Regions from separate parts of the Mus musculus genome. Here region 1 is linked to region 2. Evidence: chromatin contacts called from public Hi-C data. All regions are on one chromosome and are shown on one strand. The core of a region is the stretch at or near the end of the contact, and the rest is flanking DNA. Distances in the headings are between cores, read along the strand shown.

The links. A called contact is a pair of places that touch in the nucleus more often than the background predicts.
Region 1: a contact with region 2 is called in a Hi-C map of cerebellum, with 2.6 times the contacts expected there. The contact joins the promoter of Fscn2 here to the enhancer-like site in region 2. A contact is called at or near these places in 17 of 39 promoter capture datasets (the 3T3-L1 cell line, 3T3-L1-derived adipocytes, the C10 cell line and 11 more), 1 of 15 datasets of contacts at CTCF or cohesin (pro-B cells), 27 of 484 Hi-C or Micro-C datasets (CD4 T cells, CD8 T cells, the G1E-ER4 cell line and 20 more), 16 of 115 datasets of contacts at active chromatin or transcription factors (the NIH/3T3 cell line, bone marrow-derived dendritic cells, bone marrow-derived macrophages and 13 more) and 4 of 9 other capture datasets (adipose tissue, embryonic stem cells, liver and 1 more).

Annotation. Positions count from the first base shown.
Region 1 is chr11:120,358,139-120,363,266 of GRCm38.p6, forward strand. Fscn2 (fascin actin-bundling protein 2) reads left to right here and starts at 3,396. Exons shown (of 5, transcript NM_172802.4): 1 at 3,396-4,396. The coding sequence starts at 3,571.
Region 2 is chr11:120,108,302-120,112,720 of GRCm38.p6, forward strand. It overlaps Slc38a10 (solute carrier family 38, member 10), which reads right to left. Exons shown (of 17, transcript NM_024249.5): 12 at 2,537-2,704; 13 at 1,765-2,235; 14 at 1,131-1,235; 15 at 166-189. Among named protein-coding and RNA genes, the nearest start is that of Ndufaf8, 12 kb to the left of the region's middle. Within about 2 kb of position 2,415, at least 14 of the 459 cell types and tissues checked have an H3K27ac peak or open chromatin away from gene starts, as enhancers often do. A contact at or near this core is called in cerebellum, where this site is marked.

The DNA of each region.
Region 1 (5,128 bases), core at 2,146-4,645, 250 kb after region 2:
AGGGTTGTGAAAGGTCAGCCTTTGGCCACAGGCCTGCCCAGTTGTTTCCCAGTTTCCAAGACTCTGGCTAGCAAGAAGAGAATGCCGGTCCCTGCATGCACAAACCAGCACCGCTCACACCATCACCGAATGCGAACTCAACTCGGAGGCCCACGTGTTGGTTGCCATGGCAGTAGGCTACATGCTGGCAGAAGCCCCAGGCTGGGCTAATCTAGATGGAGGTGGGGGAAATCATCTGTGTTCTGGGGAACTATTAGCAATGTTGGAGACCAGCTTGGGGGATAGGGCAAAGGGGCCCTTTTCGTGGTGTAGAAAGTTTTCCAAGAGATAGGTGTGTAGTGAACACCTTTTGAGTAGTCTAGGGCCTTTAGGGCCCTTCTGCTCCTGTTCCCAGATGCACTCATCGAGGTTGCCATAGCCAGTCTAACCCTGAGGGGGTCGTAGCCTTCCAGGCCTAGCTGTGGTTAGAATGGCCCACTGCTGTGTCCACTCAGAGTGGGCTGTTCTCTGAAGTAGGGGGTGGGGGCATTGCTCACCCAAATGTCCTCTCAGACTCCATCAAAGGTGCTCCTCCTGCAGGACAGACATGTGTTGAAGTTGTCAGGCAGCCTGACATCTGTACTCGGACGCTGCAGTAGCATCAGACAGCCATACCTTAGGCATACCATCTTCCCCTCTGGTTCATGGGGGTAAAGGGCCCTAAAGTGGAACTGACTTTAGATGTCCCAGGGTGCAGCCTGGACAGGCCACAGTGGCACACCTTTGTGCACCCAAAATAAGAGGTGTTTTCTGCCATCTGAGTACCCTGTAGATGGCCTGAGGGCCCAGCCTGCCATAGACTTGTGTGTAGCTAGGCTATGACCTGTACCCTGGATAGGGGATTCTCTAGGCAGTGCACAACCTGACTGTTGTGCCAGCATCCAGAAGCGAGTGTGAGGCTTGTGTCTAGAGCAGCATCCTCAGAGGCTGGGGTGGGTCACCAGGTGACCACAACAGCTTACTCTTGCCTCTCTCTCCGCGAACCTTCACACAGACCTGTCAACAGTATTACGACTTTCCACAGAGCTGCAGTGTGTTACACAGGAACGAGATCCAACACCGGTTCAGACAGAGAGGAAGTCTCTATTCTGCAGTAGAACTCTGGTGGGATCTGGAAGGGAAAGACCCTTAGTGGGCAGTGCACCACAGTTTGGAGACTGCAGTGGAGGTCTGTATGGAGAGACCCAGGAAAGCTGCCTCCTGCCAAGGCAGACCCTGGAGCCCAGCAGGCCCTCCTATCACAAATGCCAATGCCAATGGCCCTGCTCCACCTGGGGCTCTTGTGGGGAAGTGTCCCAAAACTGAGTAGCCATTGACACTTCTGGCTCTATTTCCAACAGCCTGTCCAGAGCCAGGACACTTAGCGCCTGGCGGCCAGGCCTCCTCCCGCCAGGCACCTGATGCCGGTGAACCCTGCCAGCACCAGTCAGGCTAATGAAGCCATTATGCCAATCAGAAGGACTAGACTCTCAGGGCTCTTAAGCAGTCTGGCTAGGTGGGGTTAGGGTACCGTGGGCATAGCTGACCCTCAGGCCTCTCCCCTCACAGACCCACCTAATCAGACCCTCGGGACCTGATGGGAGGCTGCTCCAAGCTTGGAACACTTGGAACACAGTACGGACACCACCCTGGCAACTGGGGCTTTTGAAACTCTGGCAACCGGTGCTTTTGCACGGACATCATGCCCCACCTACTGAGCTGATCTCTAAGGCAGCACTTGACACACAGTCTGACTGCACTTTCTGACAGTGTCTCATACATGTGCGTGGGTCACAGGGGTAGATAAAGCTGGCCTGCAGGGAGGGCTGACAGCAATAGGGTTAGCACGAGACAATCTGTCACGGATCCTACCCTGAGCCCTCTATTGGGCACGGTTCCTCTTACTTCCTCAGGGTCTTCAGAGGCTTTGATCAACCTACCTCACCCTCTGCATCCTCCCTTAATATAGACCTCTGTGTCGGTTTGGCCATGGCCACTTGAGGGCTGACAGGCGCGGAATGAGGAAAGGATGACTGGGGTCACAGCTGGAAGCATTCCACATCCTCCTGTTACTGTCCCTCAGGAAGGCCCTCCCGCGTGGTCACACAGTTATGAGGAAGAAGACGCCAGTTCTGGCTCAGGCCCAGGATGGACAGCTCTGGTTTCCTGCTTGGCTCTGGTCCCCTGAGGCAGGTGCAGGGTAAGAACTGAGCAGGACTACTGACGCTCCCTACGATGCCTGTCAGACTCAGGATGGACAGGGTACAGCCAGTGGTCCCAGGGATAAGAGGTCAGGGGTCAGGTGCGGCCAGCTTCCAGCATCTCCTAAGCTGCACCACCCAGCTCCCTCTTGGATTTTATGGGAGTGCTTTTAGAAGCACGGGGAAGACTGTGCCCCACACAGCCCCCCTATATTCAAGTCTGTAAAAGCCACAGGCCAAGCCCATAACCCTGTGATCTGGGCAGCAGTAATCAGGTCTCCAATTCCGTCAAAGGCAGTTGAAGCTAGACCACCCTGAGCTCCCTGCACAGAAGGGAAGAGCATCATGCCCTGAGCGAGAGTCAGCAGGGAACATAGGATCCCTGGCATACCCTGCTACACAGGTGTGTCCCTGCACATGTAGTCCTGGATGTGAGCATCACATGGTTGCCTAGCATACCATATGAGGCTGCTCTTTCCAAACCAAGTGGACGAGGCACACCAGGGTATCTGTCTCAGCATTGTCATCCCTGCTGAGGGTCAAGGTGTCCCAGCTTATGTGTGCCACTTAGGTCCTCCCTGCCGCCTCCCCAGCCCATGACTCAGGGGCAGACACAGGACAGTGTCAAGCTCAGGGCCACACACAAGGATAGGAACTGTGTGGCCAGGGGGATAGGACAGGCTGCTGCTGCATGCTACAGGGGGCCGTATTGCTCCTGGCAGCAGGAATCAGAGATGCAGTAACTGGATCCTGAAGAGGATCTGGCGGGCCACTGAGGGTGGAGGGCTGCGATCAGGTTGCCAGTCTGCTGTGAGTTTTCCACTGGGCTGCCTTTTCTACCTTGGAAAAGAGCTGGGCTGGAAGCAGGGTCTCAGGTGGGGACTGGGAAGCCCTGAAGCAATTGGCAGTAAGAAGAGAGACTAAGAACCGTGGAATCTACAGTTTATAGGGCATAGGACCCAGGCAGCCATGGGTGAGGACAAGGAGGTGGTCAGCCTCGCTTTTGTCCTGCTGGACATTGACTCTGGACTTGGTGCATCCAGGAGCCACTGAAATCCAAGCTGGGGCTAAGGCAAGTTGGCTACTGCTTCTAAGCCGGTGCACTTCTGATCCGCCCCTCTCACCCGCCCTCGGCTGCCCGCTGGCCATGTAAGATCTGCCTGGGTGGCCGAGGCCACAAGACAGAGGGAGGCAGCATTGGAGCAGGTAGCGTCCATGTCGCTGGCTAGGCTTGGGAGCCAAGGGTCAGATAAACAGATCTGGGCCTCAGGGGGGGCTACAGGCCCCCTGAACAGAACACTTAGAGAGAGTTCCTTCCCAGGCCCCTGAAGCAACGTGGCTAGCCTCAAAGATGCCAACCAACGGTCTGCACCAGGTGCTGAAGATCCAGTTTGGCCTTGTTAACGATGCCGACCGCTACCTGACTGCAGAGAGCTTTGGCTTCAAGGTCAACGCCTCCGCAGCCAGCCTCAAGAGGAAGCAGATCTGGGTCCTGGAGCCTGACCCGGGGCAGGGCACTGCCGTGCTGTTCCGAAGCAGTCACCTAGGCCGCTACCTGTCAGCAGAAGAAGATGGACGTGTGGCCTGTGAGATGGATCAGCCGGGCCGTGACTGCCGCTTCCTGGTCTTGCCGCAGCCTGATGGGCGCTGGGTGCTGCAGTCAGAGCCACACGGCCGCTTCTTCGGTGGCATTGAGGACCGACTGTCCTGCTTTGCCACGGCCATTTCCCCGGCAGAGCTGTGGACTGTGCACCTGGCCATCCACCCACAGGCTCATTTGCTGAGTGTGAGCCGTCGGCGCTACGTGCACCTGTGCCTTCAGGAAGATGAGATGGCAGCAGACGGTGACATGCCATGGGGTGTGGACGCACTAGTCACCCTCATTTTCCAGAGCAGGCGGTACTGCCTCAAGTCTTATGACAGCCGCTACCTTCGCAGCGATGGCCGCCTTGTCTGGGAACCTGAAGCCCATGCCTGCTACACGCTGGAGTTCAAGGCAGGCAAGCTGGCCTTCAAGGACTGTGACGGCCGGTACCTGGCACCTGTGGGGCCTGCTGGCACACTCAAGGCTGGTCGCAACACGAGGCCCAGCAAGGATGAACTCTTCGACCTGGAGCAAAGTCACCCACAGGTGGTGCTGGTAGCTGCCAACCGGCGCTACATCTCTGTGAGGCAAGGTAGGGTAGGGCAGCTGATATTGTGTAGTGTGTGCACGTATGCAGAGACCTGCCACATGCTGGGGTGGAGGGCGCTATTTACTGGAGATGGGTGTCTCTACACACAGTGTAAGTGGGGCTGCTGGCTTCAGGAGTCCTCGTCACTCTCCAGACATCTGGAGAGTATCAGCCAAATGTGGTGCCTGCTAGACTGCAGCTGCCTCGAAGATTGGAGAGGTGTAGCAGCGTAGCGAGGCAGAATCTGGGGGCAATAGGAGGGTGGGAAGCAGGCTGGGGACTGATACACCTTTGCTCTCATACCACCCACTTTCTCATCTTTGGGGGAGATGAGGGACAAGGGCAGGGCAAAGTGCTTGACCATTGGGAACCTTGTGGGACCCCCCCGCCCAAGAATGAGACTTTACTGTTATCCTCAGTGTTAGACATGGCTAACCCAACCTTACTTAGGTCCTGTGTTTCTAAGGGGAGGGTGCCATGTCTACCCGTGGGGTGTGTCTTGGTTTTCGTCGTTTCCTGGCCACTGGTCACTTGTGTGACACCTGAGCAGTCTGAGGTAAACACAGTGTTCCTACTGCTCTATAAAGAAGCCAAGAGTCTGGCCCAGGCCAGAAGGAACAGTTGCTTCCATCTTGGGCTCTGTGCTCATGCACCCCAGGGTGCCCAGATATACCTTGGCCTGAGTGCTCTGAGCTCACTCAAATGGAGAGGCGAGACAGGAAAGGTTCCTCCTTA
Region 2 (4,419 bases), core at 1,165-3,664:
GAAGAGGGAGCTGGGGGGCTATGCTGTGTCTGGAGGGGTGCCACTCCTTGGGACTGAGCCGTCTTCATGCAGGGCTCTCAGGGGCTGCATGTGCCACCAAGGTCGTCCCCACACTGCCAGGGCCTCCACACACATGCTTCTTTACATCACAGTCCTGAGCCGTACCTGCTACTAGCTTTTTAATTTCAGCTGTCCGTCCCATTGAGAGGCATATGGAAGAGAGGCACAATAGGAAACCATGAAAAGTCTCTTCTTCAGAAAGAAAAAAACAATCAAAGAATCAAACATGTTTAGGTGACAGATTACAGAAACTGGAACCAACAAATTTAGTCAGACTAAAACCAGAGACAAAAATAACAAGTGTGGGAAAGTTCCACAAATAAGTTGTGAGCTCCAACCAAGCAGAAGAAAGCTCTGGGTTCTACCTTCCAGGTCTGCACTGTCAGCCAGGAGCAGTGGCTGAGCAGCTGCTCAGGCCTGGCCTTCAGGGCTGAATGAGAAGCAAAGCCTCAGTCTTTTCAAACCCACTTCGGGGCACGAGTACCCTAGGCAGGCCCAGGTCAGACTTCAGCTGAGGGTTCACCAAAACCAACTAGGCAGGTGGTCACTAGAGGGCTCCTGGGCGGGCTAGCACTGCAGCCCCTGCACAAGAAACATCACAGGGAGACCATAAAGCCAAAACGGACACGAAACTTTAGAGGAACTCAGGGCACATCAGCCGTGGCAAACTTCAAGTGCTGGGGGACACGGGGCATGCTGCTGGCCACCAACACCACCCCAGCCCGACCTGAGCACAGGTCCATCTCAGGCACAGCCTTCAAATGAGTCTTCAAACCTGTGTACCAAGGCCTCCCTCCCAGCCTTTAAGCAAGAGTAGAGAAAATATTAACCTGCTTAAAGATGAAATCAAAATAGTAGTTAAAAGCCATGTGACCATTTGACACCTCTTTTAGGGGCACAAAAGGGGAGATTAAAAACAACCCTAGAGAGGTGAGAAATAGGGAGGGGTCACTGGAGGTGTTTCCTTAGCATAAAAACCAAGCAGCAGAAACTGTGGAGGCAGGAGGGACCCAGGAGCACCCACCCCACTCCAGCTCATTCTGGGGCTCCTCCCAAAGGGCCAGCCTCACCTTCCAGCTTGCTCCCCGCCTGGTCTCCACCCTGTTGCTCAGCCTCCTTCTTCTCCCTCTGCTCTGCAGCCTCCGGCCTTTGCACAGGGAGGCCCGCCTTCCCACCTGCACACAGGGAGACTCAGCTGCTTTGTTGGAAAGTCAGAGTTGGGCGTGGGGTGAGGGGCTGGCAGATGTTTCCTAAAATGACTCTATAGCTAGCCCCCCCCCCCTCCAGCACAGTTTATATCCAACCTAATGATTACCAGGGAAGTAATAAAGAAATATTTAACAATCTCAGCTGATGGCTGTGAGCCAATGGTGACTACCTGAGCCAATTAAAATGCGAGCGCCGTCCTAACCAGCTCTTAGACGGGTACTTAACAGTGTGTTACCTGTCAAGCGTTCCTGCACTGTCCCCCGTGTGCACCCCCAGAACAGCCTGGCACCTGACATTTAGTGGTCTGGCAACAACTGTGTGACAGATATTATGGAAGCTGTCAAGCTCCCAGGCTCTTCTTCACTCCACAAGCTGCTGAAGGGGCCGTGACATTCACATGCTAATCATGTGGAATGGGAGGGCTGGGGACTGAGAAGGACTAGCCCATTTCTGCTGCACCCACCAAGGGAGCTCCCCTTGGCGACTGACACTCACCAGCATCGCTCTCAGCAGCACTCTCCACGGGCTTCCACAGGGCGCCTCCAGCCTTCTGTGCAGGCTCCCTGCCGTCATCTGCTGCCAGAGCCTTCAGCTCCACAGAGTCCCTGGCCTGGGCAGCTGGCTGCGGATCCCTATTTCCTGGCCTGGAATCTTCCTTCCTGGGCTGCACAGGTGGCTGGCCATTTGCTTCTGGAACCTTCTGAGGATGTTCAGTTTCTCCTACTGCCAGGACTTGCCCGGGTCTCTTTCCTTCCCCTCCTCTCTCAGGTTCCTGCTTCTCCTTCTCTGACTCAGGCAGAGGTGGTGCCCCTTGACCCCTGCCTGCAGGGTCTCCTTCATCTGGGAGCCTGGGAGGTGGCTTTTTCTCCTCTGGCCCTTCTTGGTCCTGGCCTTCATCCACCACCACTTTATCATGAGGGATGGGAGGCTCATGGCGATGGGCCTCACCCATAGGGACAGCAATACCTGGAAGGGCATAAGGACAGGTGGAGGAGATGAGGCTGAAGTTCCTAGGAATTAGAACGGTCCTCTGGCTCTCAAGTGTGACATGACCATGACCATGACCTCAGGTCCTCTACAGCTATCTGAGGACTGCCAGGACACTAGAATGGTAATGTCACAAGAGGAACAGTAGAGGGCAGCTGTCTTGACCAAGGGGAAGGTGGAGCACAGGTCTAGGCTAAGTTAGACATGCGAGCCCTTCACAGGGTTGCTTAAGCCTTTCTCTGTCAAGGCAGCTGGTTGGGGCCGTTTATTTAGCACTCACCTTGGCCGGGGCGATCCAGCTGTGCGGCTTCCTGCTTCTCCTTGGGAGCTTCCCCGCCAGGCACATCTACAGGACCCTTGATCTGGGCCTGCTCCAGTACCTCTTTGTCCTCTGCTGGCTTTAGCTTCTCTTGGCTATCCTCAGCAACAACTACAACGGGATCCTGGACTGCAAGCAAAGCATAGTGAGCCACCAGAAACCAGTACAGGCTGGGCCAAATGGCAGAATGGAGGTTTCTTCCTGTTTAATCATGATTATCAGCTAAATGGCACAGAATCCTTCCTTTTCATTCATGATAAAAAAAACATCAAAATTCAATTTATACCTGTAGTCAGATGACATGCTGTGTAATACTTGTCCACAACCACCAGGTGGCAGCGTGAGCACACAGCCAGGCAATGTCCCTAGGGTCTTCCAGCAGGGACCAACTGCTTGCCCTGAGACCTAAACTGAAGGACTTTTAAGGATATGGTTGGGTGGGCCTGTCAACCTCTTGCTGTTGGTGGGGGAAACTCACACAAGGTGAGACGAAAGGAGAGGCTGGCAAAGTTGTCCACATGCCCACAAATGCATAGGGGTCCATGTTCCATCAGAAACCACAGCAGAGTATTGTGGCTCCAGAATTGGAGAAAACTAGCTTCACTGAAAAGACTGCTTTTGAGAGCTTGGGACCTAGCTGGGCTGGTAGCACACACAGGCCCTGGCCAGGGCTCAGTACCAGCATAACATAAACTAGGTATGGCATCATCATATGCTTTGGAGGGGGATGTGGGAACCTTATAGATTCTAGGTCATCCCCGGGCTAGTTTCAGGCTAGCCTGGGCTACGTGAAATCCTATCTCAAAAAAACAAAAAAACCATGTTCAAGTGCTGGGCAATCATAAGAGGATCTGAAGAGCTATGCAGATGAAAAACCACCTTAGAAAACAGAATGTGAAGACGGCCATGTGGTTCTGAGCACTGACTGCTTGTGCAAAGGGCCTGGTGTGGTCCCTAGTACCCACACCGGGGTTCAGACCATCCCTAACTCCACTTCTCGTTGGTCTGATGCATCTTCTAAGCTTTTCAGGCAGCAGGCATACACATGGTATACAAACACACACATACGAGAAAAAAAGTTAAGGTTTGTTTGTTTGTTTGGGGTTTTTGTTTTGTTTTGTTTTTAATGGCTGTCCAGGAGCTCAAAGATCCACCTGCCTCTGCCTCTGCTGGGATTAAAGGCGTGCACCACCATCACCCAGCTAAGAAGAAAAACCTTTTAAAACAACAGCAAAGGCCAGTCTACTCTGAGTGGTGTCCCACTCATGTTCAGGTGAGGCGGCGGCCTGCTGTTCACTGTCTGGAGCCCTGGGGCAGGCTCCGCATGGCAGCTAAGCATTTGGCTCAGTGACCACGCAGGTATGGGGTTGCCCTGATGCTCTTCTGAGAGGCCTCTCAGGATTGCCAAGCCTGTCTGTGTTCTAAGATAGGAAGTAGCCTGTCAGGCAGAAGCTGTGAGCCTGTGAAGGTTTTCTAGGCCCTACTACCAGCAGTGAGCTCCAGGAATTCATGGCTGCTGGCCAGCACTGGACATGGGCTCTCCAAGACAGAAACAGACCTTTCATCAGGAATGCATGTTGACAATGCCCTCAGCCACAACCAAACATAAACTTCCAGAGCTGGCAGCTCTCACCCTGCACAGCCCCTCCCATTTGTTTCCAATTTCAAGGCAATCACAGGGTGGAAACAGAAAACAGTGTGGTGGTGAGGTTCACCTGCCTTACTGGCCAACTGACAACCAAGAAGTGAAGGCTTGGCCTGGTATGGCCCCAAGGAGGGATGGCAATGCTCAATGAGTAGGACTCCTCACACACTCTGCTGGCCATCCCCTGTAGTCATCAGGC